Linked DNA regions of Mus musculus: region 1 is linked to region 2. The links are chromatin contacts, called in public HiChIP or PLAC-seq maps. All regions are on one chromosome and are shown on one strand. Each heading gives the region's core, a stretch centred on a gene start, on an enhancer-like site or on the middle of the called end of the contact. The rest is flanking DNA. Distances are from core to core; before and after follow the strand shown. Region 1 overlaps Ttc17 (tetratricopeptide repeat domain 17). Region 2 overlaps Hsd17b12 (hydroxysteroid (17-beta) dehydrogenase 12).

Region 1 (3,100 bases), core at 255-2,754, 300 kb before region 2:
AGAATGCTTGTCTTTCACCTGGGAAAGGTGTTAGCTAAAGCTTTTCATTTAAATCATGATGTTCTTTGTATAAATTATGAGATACATTTCAAGGTCAATCTAAGTCATCGAGTGTCTTCATTTTGACAGTAGTGCAAAGTCAATGCGGTGTATACAAGACATTGTTGCTACTTTCTTTGTGTGTGTTTGCACATGTGTGTCTGTCTGTCTGTCTGTCTGTGTATCTCATCAGAGTCTTACTGTGTAACTCTTGCTGGCCTCAAACTCATGCTCCTCCTGCTTCAGCACACCCATCTTTCTTGGATATTGTTTTATGACACTGGGTCCAATTCTTTCTTATCTATATAAGAATATAATCTACCAGGAAATTAAATCATGTTTTTCAAGGCTTGTTAGTTCTCTGAGTTGGAGTAGAAGTGTACTGTGATCTAGAGAACACAGACTTAGCTCTTTCTAAAGATTTCACTAACATTCCCCCACACCACTCACAGATGACTAGAAATGTAGTTTTAAAGTTAGGCAACTTAACTTACCAGTAACCCAGCTACTTAGACAAATCACAATTAACTCAAAACGATTCTGTTTTTTTAACTACTCACATAAGAAACCTAGCATTAATAATTTTTAATCCTTTTAAAGATTTTCTTAAATTATGTGTATGTTGTGTTTGTGTATAGATAGTGCCTAAGGAAGCCAAAGGCCTTAGGTCCTCTTGGACCAGGAGTTGTAGGCGGTTGTGAAGCGCGGACATTGGCCTGGGGGCTGAGTGGGGGTCCTCTACAAGACAACTGTGTGCTCTTAACCCCTGAGCCACCTCTCCAGCCCCTGGAGATCTTTATATTTAAAGCATTTGGTTTTCACTGAGCTGCTGTGATGCTTCGTACTGCTAAGAAATGGCTCAAAATAACCTCATGCTTTTCCCTCCTCCCCTCTTCCCTCCTCCCCTCTTCCCTTCCGGGAGGTCCTGCCTGGGCATGTGACATGGAGGGAAGACTGTCTTCAACCTCACAGCTGTGGCTTCCGCGTGGCCAGGTTTGATGCTATTCAGGAAGACCAATTTTAGCTTTGAGGTCTTTTGAAGATCATACCTTACAGGTGCCGCTGAGACATTTTCTTACTGCAGACATTTAAATGATGAAGTATTTTGCAGTAGGAAAAGGGAAAGAGAAGGAAAGTGATGTGAAAGATAGTTCAGAAAACTGAGTAGGCCTTGGCTTTGATAACATCACATTTTACACGACAGAGTCAAGGGGAAAAGTATTAGTATTTCCTCTCTGCTTTTAATAGCCATGCTTATTTCTATCCAAATCAAGGCTTGTCTCTGGAAGTGTCAAGTTCTTCACAGTGCATTAAAGTCACTTGGGTGTGGAGAGTTGTCCATATTGCATTTTATTTCAGTGTTGTTATACTTAGTTATCTGTACTTAATTGTTCACACCAGATGGTGAGAACACAGGCAGATACCAGTTGGCACCCTCTGTCCTCCAGGGTGGAATGCAAGGAGAAAGTGCAGTTCTGACTGCCCATGGCTCACTCCCCACCAGCCGCCCATGGACATTTGTGTGCACACACACTGTGTAAGGTTGGCTGTATTCCCCGTGGCCTCCGAAACACAGGGAGAATCCCTGTTCCTTTGGCTCCACCGCACCTTCCTCTTTGCCTATGATGCTACCTTCCATCCTGTCTGTTAGAAGGACTTCTTAGTAGAGGATGATATGTGTTTTAGTCAGGGTTTCTATTCCTGCACTTCCAAATTGGTGTTCTCACCAAAGGAAGTCAGAACTGGAACTCAAGCAGGTCAGGATACAGGAGCTGATGCAGAGGCCATGGAGGGATGTTCTTTACTGGCTTGCTTCTCCTGGCTTGCTCAGCCTGCTTTCTTATAGAACTCAAAACTACCAGCCCAGGGACGGCATTACCCACAAGGGGCCCCTCCCCACTTGATCACTAATTGAGAAAATGCCTTACAGCTGGATCTCGTGGAGGCATTTTCTTAACTGAAGCTCCTTTCTCTGTGATAACTCCAGCTTGTGTCAAGTTGACACAAAACCAGACAGTACAATAGGTTTGGCACAAATTCCAGATTTACCACATAGCTTAGTTTGAATTATTATTATTTTCACTAAGAATCAGTCTCCTTGTATCTAAAACAAAGATGCTGAGCAGTTTTTATAAGGGTTAAGTGGAAGGATTAGAATCACAAAGCACTCCATAAATGCTGGCACATTCGCTTGCGGTTCCCCTTCTGCAGGCTCAGTGGATGCTTCAGAATTGAAGCTATGGCTCTGAAAAGTGTTTTCTTGGAAGGACTTGCTTGGCACACCACGCCGCCTCAGCATTGTTTGTCTTCTGTTTGCTATCTTCCCAAGCTGCTTGTGAGTTTCTTGAAAGCTCAAACTCTGGAAACCAAATCCCTGGCTTTGGCAACATGTTTGCTGTCTGTGTGTGAGAAGCATGGCACTGGAAAGTGACTCCCTCAGTCTGCAGTCATGCTTGAATGTCCTGGTTAAGGAGAGAAACGACACATCGTTAACCAAAGGCCGTCTCTAATAAGAAAGCTGTGGCCTTCCAGTGACTGCACCTTCAGTGACTATGTACATAGAGCAAAACGGCGGAAAAGGACACCCATTCAGTGAGCTAGACCATCCGGAATAAACAGTGGCAGTGGAAAGATGTCATAGGCTGGCTATTAGCACAGACTGGGAGTTGTTCATGTTAACAGACATCCCTGATAGGAAGAAGTCCTTTAACTCGATGCCACCACAGTAGTGAAATCAGTCCCACTATGTGAGTCAAGTGGGTACCCAATTTAGTGAGATCAGTCCTACTATGTGAGTCAAGTGGGTACCCACTATAGTGAGATCAGTCCCACTCTGTGAGTCAAGTGGGTACCCAATGTAGTGAGATCAGTCCTACTGTGTGAGTCAAATGGGTATCCACTGTAGTGAGATTAGTCCCACTGTGTGCATCAGGCAAGCAGCCAGAAGTGCCAGAATCTCATTCAAGGTTTGTCATTTTGGTCTTAGATCGTCTTTACCCATGTAGCCAGAATGTGCTATCTAAAAATAAACAGGTGTCCAATCACACCACAGGCTTAATGT
Region 2 (3,082 bases), core at 198-2,697:
TCTGCAACCAAGGTGACTAACGAACACTGCAGTAAATTATGTCAACATAAGACGGGGAGCTGATTTTCAGTCTGGGTGTTAACTTTGTTGAAATGCTATACTTGGTAGTTTGTATCCAACTGAGGGGGCAGGTAGGTGACCCACATGGGTTTCTGGAGTGTCACAGATGGAAATAGATTTACAAGTGGAGTGCCAGTGTGTCACAGCCACGGATGGTCTGATTTTTGGTCCCTGGTAGTTTATTGATTTTAACAGGGACACTAATGCTTTCCATAGAAACCTAGCCTCAGCCAGTCCACCCAGTTGGTTAGAATCTGATACTAATGAGCCTAAGGTGGGACTGTCGGTAACATAAACATGGCCTTCACATAGCCAGGAGGTACATCCTGGCAGTACCACAGCCATGCTCAGCAGACAAGAAAGAGATCTATGGAGAGTGAATGTCTGCCACCTTATCTAGAATTCCCGAACACTGTCATGTCTAGAGTGTGACAGGAATTTCCCAGAACTCTATGTCATCATACAACACCGTTACTCACATCTTCACATTACTGCTAGGATAGTAATTCAGACTGAATCTTCTCCTGTCTGTGGGCCAGTCACTCCAAGTTCAGTTACTTCACTGAGGCGTGGAAATATTTCTGAGGAATGACCATTTTAGTTATTGAAATTAAGCAAGCCTTTATGGAAAAATAAGTAAATCGTAATGCATAATAGGATCATATAGTATGTCTGAGAAGGAAAAGTGCAAAATACAACTTTTCACTGAGAAAACTCAGTACTTACTGTCTTCCAAGTCCTGCACAGCCCCACAGCCCTCTGATCTACCTGCTTTCTTAGTGGCTGAAACACACTGTCAGCATGTTTAATCAACATCTTGTGCTAGAATTCCAGTATCTGGAAATCTCCATGGCGGTCCTGCCAGTGGAGACCTTCCATTGGGGTGTCATTGAACTTGGCCTTTTAAGCCTGATACAAGGCTGCATGGTTTCCAGGCAGTTTACAGTTTCGTTATCAGATGGACTCTCACCCTCACTTCTCAGACCCAGCTCACAGGACCCAGCAGCAAAACAGAGCTGCACAGAATTCACTCTGGGTCTCTCTTGGAGTGGCAAATAGAAAGTGAAATTAAATCCTTTGTTACATAATAAAAGAATTTTTTTTTCTTTCCTTTGGAAAATAATTTGGAGGAGGCTTTTCTCATTAAGTCAAAAATTGGCAAATGTTATTTTTGGTAAGATAATGTCATTTGTAGCAGAAAAACCTCCTGAGGTTTTAAAGTGTTTTTTATCTCTTCTGCATTTGAAATGAAAGGAATGACTAGAAACAGTAGTGTTAAATGGTTAATTTATTATTTTGTTGTTTCCATGGCTACACTCTAGGCAGACTGATGTAATAGATGTATTTTCTTTCTCACCCCCACCTCCCTCCCAGGCCTTTGTAGATTTCTTCTCTCAGTGCCTCCATGAGGAGTATAAGAGCAAGGGCATCTTTGTGCAGGTAAGTGGAGTTTGTTTCAGTTAAGTATCCCTGGTTTTGTGTGGTTTCCACAGCAACAGTCGCTGTCTTGGCAACGAAAGAAAATCGCATTCCTCAGTAAGCGATTGTGACGTGAGCACTCCCTTAGAGACATGGTTTCTTTCCCCTCCTGCTCTTAGGTCTAGATTTTTAAAAATTAGCCTCTCTAATTTTTAACTAGGTTACCTGAACTAGAACTAAATGTAAACAGTTGAAGCATCATTATTGTAAATGTTCATAGTTTATTTTAAGACAGTCTGACTCTTTAAAATTGTGGTAGAAAAATACATAACAGAACTTAGATTGTCGATTATCTGCATGCAGCTCAGGGGCATGAGTGTACTCACCGTTGCACAGTCACTGCTACCATTCTTCTGGGAGTTTCCTTCACCTCCCCAAACTGAAACTGAGCACCATTAAATGCTAACTTTCCCTTCTCTTTCCCCAGCCCCTGGCAGTGACCATTCTGTTTTCTGTCTCCCCACAGTTGCCTGTTCTTAGTCCATCCTGTGAATAGAATCATTCAATGTTTGGTCTGTGATCAGATCACTTAGTATAGTATCTTAGGCTCTTTTGGCACAATGTGGGGATTAGGGTTCAGACAGTTAACCCATTTTCCCAGGCTGATCCGAGACTCAAATCTAGGTCCGTTTGCTATTAGAACACTTGCTCCTATCCCTAGGCTACTGAACTCACTGTGCTCAGGAAATAATGAAGCCAAAAGTACCAGGCTGTTCGTGACCACTCTAGTCTATACATGGAGATAATCAAGATGGGGCTAAGGGTTATCTAGCTGTATTTTCTAAGTCTTTTCATTTTTAATAGTATTGGAGCTAAGTCACTTACCACAAGGAAGGGTAAGGTAAGTGTTCCCTCATCTTTAGGGTCCACGAAAAGCCTGCTTCTTCCAAGCCCTTTCCTTTGCTTACTTCCTAGGAGTATCTACTGACCACTTACTTGAAATTGTTTAATTTTCAGCTCCCTGTATATATAGGCTACATGTGGGGAGACAGGGTTTTGTAGAATCTTGTATTTTATGCCTATGATACCAGGAATCCCCCTTAGATTGGATTTTGGTAACAAGGAAGCCAGGTAACACTGGTAGGAGGTAAGGCTCCTGTGCCACTCAGTGTTACACTGTTGTCTTTCTGGTAAATCTGTTATTATGCCCCAGTGTGGTTCAGCGGGCACTCTAAAGTCCACTGGAAGGTACCCGGGAGGCTTTGGCTGGAAACTGCCTGTGTTTCAGTGCCATGAAGTAGCTAGCGTTGCTGTGTGAACACAGACAGCAGTCCTGGTAGTATCCAAGCCTGTCCCTTCTCTCATTTGCACAGCCTGTTTTCCTCAAAGGTAGTTTTCTTGGATTCTCTGCCTGATATTAACCTGATATGACTAGAAACCACCCCAAAGCACATTAGTATTTGCCTTCTGAAATATGTTATTTTGATGAGCTTGTACCGTTTACATCAGTAAATTTTAAATTATTTAATTTCATCCATCATTGTCTTCATTACTAAGATTCACTTGAGGTCTAAACTTAGAATGAATTACTAAGAAAAGGAAA

Evidence for each region. HiChIP or PLAC-seq counts read pairs in DNA pulled down with a chosen protein or histone mark.
Region 1: a contact with region 2 is called in an H3K4me3 HiChIP or PLAC-seq map of embryonic basal ganglia, with 4 times the contacts expected there. The contact joins two enhancer-like sites. A contact is called at or near these places in 3 of 484 Hi-C or Micro-C datasets (cerebral cortex, cortical neurons and embryonic stem cells) and 2 of 115 datasets of contacts at active chromatin or transcription factors (embryonic basal ganglia and embryonic stem cells).

What each region holds. Positions count from the first base shown.
Region 1 is chr2:94,343,250-94,346,349 of GRCm38.p6, reverse strand. All of the region lies in intron 16 of Ttc17 (tetratricopeptide repeat domain 17), which reads left to right. Among named protein-coding and RNA genes, the nearest start is that of Ttc17, 62 kb to the left of the region's middle. Within about 2 kb of position 1,504, at least 16 of the 459 cell types and tissues checked have an H3K27ac peak or open chromatin away from gene starts, as enhancers often do. A contact at or near this core is called in embryonic basal ganglia, where this site is marked.
Region 2 is chr2:94,042,291-94,045,372 of GRCm38.p6, reverse strand. Hsd17b12 (hydroxysteroid (17-beta) dehydrogenase 12) reads left to right here. Exons shown (of 11, transcript NM_019657.4): 8 at 1-12; 9 at 1,435-1,500. Among named protein-coding and RNA genes, the nearest start is that of Alkbh3, 33 kb to the right of the region's middle. Within about 2 kb of position 1,447, at least 64 of the 459 cell types and tissues checked have an H3K27ac peak or open chromatin away from gene starts, as enhancers often do. A contact at or near this core is called in embryonic basal ganglia, where this site is marked.